Linked DNA regions of Drosophila melanogaster: region 2 is linked to region 1. A link is a contact called in public HiChIP or PLAC-seq data. All regions are on one chromosome and are shown on one strand. Each heading gives the region's core, a stretch centred on a gene start, on an enhancer-like site or on the middle of the called end of the contact. The rest is flanking DNA. Distances are from core to core; before and after follow the strand shown. Region 1 holds the start of CG14082. Region 2 holds the start of CG9449.

Region 1 (2,700 bases), core at 22-2,521:
CTAAACTCTTAACAAAACTGCGAATAGTTGTGTGAATGGCGATGGCGGCTCAGCCTTGGGTGAAATCTCTGTAACTTGGCCATAGAATTTCCAAGTCAAAGGAGCCCAGAGTCAAACGGACCTCATTGTTCCTTTTAACATTTTGGATTCTGACCTCGAATCAAAGCTGATTTGGCAGTTTCTCCCAGCTTGCATGTTAACAAAGCAATGGAAGGCGGAAGTCTTTAACGGCACGAGTTTCGTTAAGTAAATGTAAACTAACTAATATTTAATATTGATATTTATGTGTATGCTGGGTGTTGCACAATTCATTAAGCATTTTAAGGATATTATTCAAATTTTAAAATTATTTTTGTTAAATTTTGAATAAACTGAGAAACATCCGTGCTTTTGCGTTTTACGGAAACTAGAAAATGGTGAACAGGTTCCTTAGAATCATAAAATGTTTAATTTATTTGTTTTGCAATTAAATAAGCAGAAACAAAATAATGTATAACCCATGAGTCCCTTATATGAACTGATGAAACTGTGTATAGCTGACTTGTTCAATCTAATAAGAATATTTTCGTCCTAAACAAATAGTACCCTTGATTTCCGTCTAACATTTAGTTATAATTCATAATTCATCATTGATATTCAGGCAAGTGAAGCGAATTTAAAGTAATTGAATTCAGTTGCATGCTGCATTTCCTTCCGCTTCTGACTAATTTCTCCCATCGAATGTGCTTTAGTATTCCCTTTAATCTAACCATTTTACTATTTTAGTTGCCCAGATGGGTTGAACCCAACAAAACGGCTGACTTTGCACGGTTGATGAGTTAATGTCCTGTGTTAATTAAATGCCACAGACGCTCCTTGGGGAAGTGCATGCTGGCGGAGTTATTCACCGACCTAAGACCTTTAAAGCCGCTGTATTCAGTGTTCTGCTGGTCATGTAGCCGTCTTGGCCTGCCATTTAAAGTCAGTGGGCTGACACAATCTAATGTTGGCTTTGCATGTTCCACAGCCAACTAACGAACTGGTGGTAACAAGGTTAGTTGGCAACTGATTCGGCCTGCTTAGTTAGTCCCTTTTCCCCGAAAAGAAGTTCACTCCCTGTTCGCACGTTTTAATAGTGGTTTGTTGGTTTTCCTGAATTTTGATCGTTGTGTTATTCAAATATGTAGACACTCACACACGCACACACATTGGCTGCCAATCACAGTGGCAAAGAATTTCCACTCCTTGAATTTGGGAAGCAACTCCCCACCAAACTGGTTTCTGTTCTTTTCTTTCTTGGTTTTTTCTTTCTTTTATTTTCCTTTTTTTTTTTTGCTGTAGACCAACTCCTGGCCGAAACCGAATCGAAGCTAAACCGAAACTAAATCGAAGTCCCAAGTGTCGGGAGCGAACGATTCTGGCGTAGACGTCCGTTCGGGCACAGCTTGAGCAACAAACTGTTGGCCAAAAGGATTTTTTGGTTTCTGGAGTCGGCCAAAGCTCGTGGAGCTCGTGTTTGGGGCACGCTGTTGCTATTGGCAGTGAAAGCTTTCCCAGTGTTTTGCCCCCACCTCCCGGTGGTTTGCCACCACTTTCCACCGCTTTCCATGTGCGGCAGGACACGTGCGAAGCTTTTAGCACGTGAGCCATGTGTGTTTTATGCCTGGACAATGGCCGTGTGGCATTTTCGAAAAACCTTTCTCAACAAGTGGAAAGCTTTCAATTTGCTACTAATTAGCGCCTGTCAACTAATTGAATTTTCATGGCCACGCCAACGGACGGGCTCTAATTTCGCTTTTTTGGCAACTCTCGAAAAGTTTCAGCTGCGCTCACTTTCAACCTGTTGACCAGCTTACTGGCACCCAGTGGGCGGCACCGCATTCGTCCTTACTCGCCCTCGCTTGCCGAGCTGCGAGGACCTTGCCTTGCTCTTGAAAACGGCAGCTAGCAAGCGGCAGTCGGCTGAAATATTCATGCACGTAAGGTCATCGAAGCTATTTGGCTGCACTCCGCTCGGCTGGCACTAAAAATAAGTCGGTAAGTAGATATAAGTATAATTCGCGTAAGTTTTGCTTGGCAAGGCAGCCGAAAATTTCAAATTTCGTGCCTAATACTTTGGCAAGGACAAATGGAGTGTCCGATGGACAGCGATGGGGTTTATAATTGAAAAATAATTGAAATAATTGCATTTCGGACATTTCGTGCTACTTTCCTAGGGCCAATGTGATGATGATCGTCGCTTAAATTTTGATATAATTTTAATTTCTAGGGCTAGGCAGTAGAAACAATATTTATGTTGCATACTCACTTTTCCAACTACTAACAACGCTTAACTGAGCTCACCAAAATAAAACCAACTTATTGCGCTAATATAAGTGACACATTTTACAAACACGTTTTCAGGAATGAAGAGGACCTTCTAAATCATTTTCACTTTAAATTGTAACCACTAGTAGCATAGCTATTGGTTGAAGTTTTCTTTTGAAAGCTCGGAAATACCAGTATTTCAAAAATGGTCTTCACTTAAAGTAAGTGGTTGAGAACTTTGCTTGTAGTGCTAAATTAAGCTAATTAAAGCCAATTTAAACCATGCATTTTTTTGTATCGGTGACGGAGATTTTGCATACGTAGGTTGGGACTAATTATTCCTTATTGATTCTTTGATAATACTCAATATTTTTGTTTATTTTTAGGGAAATTTTATATGATTATCGGTACTCA
Region 2 (2,700 bases), core at 201-2,700, 360 kb after region 1:
GAATTTGTGTGGCAAAGATGTTGCCGTCGCTGAATTACTCAGAGTGGCGTTAATTGATGTGGAAAGGTTTACTACTCGTAAGATATACAATGTATTAAAAGCTCTATAAAAAGATATATGGCATAGGCCTAATAAACTCTACCTCAAATTCTATGTTTTCAGTGTTAGATACCCTGTGTTAAATCTAGAGGCAGGTTAGCTAAAATCTACTCTACTGTTACTTATTTATTTCATTTAATAGTTAGCTCCTATAGCTTGCGATTATCGATCTGACTTACCACATGCAGCAGCTCGAGCGTGGATTTATCAGCGCCGGGATCGTAGAGCTTGGCCGTCGACTCGACCGTCGAGTGAGCGACGCACCAGATTATGACCGCCGATGCAATTAGTCCGCCCGTCATCGCGAGACAATGCCGTCGGGTGAAATGCGAACGCGGCATTTTGTTGGCCCGGCTTTATAGGCGTAGAATTGCTAGGGGATCGGATCTGCGATTCTCCGAGTCACCGAATCTCCGTATCTGAACTTTGGGCTGGTTCTGGTTTCACAAGCTTCGGATTTGGTTGTTGGTAGTCGCGTTGGTCTCGAGACAGATCGAAGACTAACTCGTTGAGATCGCTCTTGGCTTTGACTTTTTGTTAATTTTTCGTTTATTCGACAGGTTTGCGGGTGGTGAACGGGTTTCGTGCCCCAAACCAATAGCTCTGGTTTCTCCGAGTGTAGGGCCAGCACTATCTTCTATTTGCCGTGGACTAAATACTATGCGATACTCGCATTGGGACTTTGGCATTCGACTTTTCCGAGGGTCGCACGCGACTGTCTTTGTGTACTATCATCGGCCAGACTGCGGGAAATATCATTGCAGAAGTCGAAAAGGCATGGCTCTTTTATCGTTCCATTATCGCCAAATGCTTTCGTCACCGTCGCTCTTGTTACTTCTATTATTCCATTTGTTATTTGCTATTGTATGTGGCGGGCGGTCTTTTGTACGAATATATATAAACATATGCTTGTTTGACTGCGCTGAAAAACCAAACACCGACGCAACGCCGCAGCGATTGAGGCGTTTTAAAACGCGGTCGCGACTTTTAATTTATATGAACTTTTGGATTCGCGCCGTTTGCTTATTTTTTGATGCTTAGCGCCGCCGCCAACTCGAAATACCAACGAATTTGTCATCGAAACTGCGTGTGTAAATTACTTTGGATATAAATCGATTAGCTTCTGGATCCGGCAATATGTTAATTTCGCATCATCCATTCTCGTTGCTTAATTGCCGGAATTATATATTGGCTTTGGTTGGGGCTTGGCTAAAACAACTGATTTACGGTTTGGAAGACTGGAAGTTTTCGAAAAACAATGTCCATCTGGTATAATTACATACTGCCCTTTTGTTTGAATTTGTTTTGCTTTTTTGTGAGTTACTTCCGATTCAAGTGAGTGGAGCTTCGAATGCCAACTGTTTGAATTTTAATGAGAGCGAATTAACTTTATATGATGGATGTGCGGACTTAAGGGAGAGGGTAGATTAAGATGTTCATGATAAATGTGTTAATTATCCAGAGAAATATCATTACAGTCATTACACTCATGCTGGTCATAAATGCTCACTTGACTTATAAATAACATATTTTATAAACTCTCTGAGGTGTTTTCTTTCCAAAATATGCGGCTTGAAAATTATTAATTCACATCAAAATGTAACATTTTTGAAATAGTATATAGCGAGGTTCTTTAAATCGAAACCAAGTGTGCAAATATTGTTTGAGTATATATTTGTCGTAAGAACTTTTCTTAGAATATCCGTAGCCCAAAAGTATGCACTGCCTAAACTATGATGCTTAAGTAGTAAACAAAAAGTAAATCCATTAATTTAATAAGGTAAGAAATATTGTGTTACTTTAACGATTATAAAAGGATCTTTTTATTATGTTTTATTGAGCAAGAAAATAGTGTGATAAATATTTATTTTATAGCCAAATGCTTAAATTAATAACTTTATGATCTGCCTCCTAACGCCGAGTATCATTATAAAACTAGTTGCACTCACACTTCCAAACTTAATTAGTTAATGATACATCCCAAACGTGCCAATCATCCAAACACTGAAATTAAGTTACACGAAGCAGTTACACAATTACATATATTCATTTAGTAAGTAACATTAATACTGTATACTAGATCACTAATCATGATTAATCAGCATTCTAGTGATAGCTTATCTTAGCGCCGCCTTGAGTTCCCTTCGCTTTGCACAACTCTGCATAAGGCGCATCGGGAATTATGTCCTTGGTAAGTTCCAATAACTTGCCAATGGGACACTGTTTCTCGCAGCCGGGAATCTGCAGCTGCTGAGGCTCCTTGTGGGGATCGTTTTGGAAGTAGATTTCCAGGAAATACTCCCCAGTTTGCGGGTTTTGATGCAGCTCAAATGCAATCAACGACGAGAAGCGGGGCATCTGAGCCTCCCAAACATTCAAGGCGGATAGCACATTTGTGATGGTCCAATCGTGACCGCAGGAAAGGAACATCTTGCGATTGGCTGGCTTCAATGCTCCGGAGATCCTGTCCTGCATTTGCTTCAACAGCAGCTCCACGAAGAAACCCCCTTTCATTTTGCGCTGCTCGGTCGTATAGGCATCGTAGACATATGACTTTTCAGCCAAGGGTAGCATCTTCTCCGGAAAGTAGTCATTGGTCCA

What was found. HiChIP or PLAC-seq counts read pairs in DNA pulled down with a chosen protein or histone mark.
Region 2: an H3K27ac HiChIP or PLAC-seq map of the Kc167 cell line shows a contact between it and region 1, with 3 times the contacts expected there. The contact joins the promoter of CG9449 here to the promoter of CG14082 in region 1. A contact is called at or near these places in 2 of 107 Hi-C or Micro-C datasets (the S2 cell line and embryo) and 1 of 6 datasets of contacts at active chromatin or transcription factors (the Kc167 cell line).

What each region holds. Positions count from the first base shown.
Region 1 is chr3L:19,137,704-19,140,403 of dm6, forward strand. CG14082 reads right to left here and starts at 1,272. Exons shown (of 5, transcript NM_140836.2): 1 at 1,175-1,272.
Region 2 is chr3L:19,496,273-19,498,972 of dm6, forward strand. CG9449 reads right to left here and starts at 1,451. Exons shown (of 5, transcript NM_001275119.1): 1 at 279-1,451. The coding sequence starts at 440. It overlaps CG9451, which reads right to left. Exons shown (of 5, transcript NM_001275121.1): 5 at 1,925-2,700. The coding sequence ends at 2,206.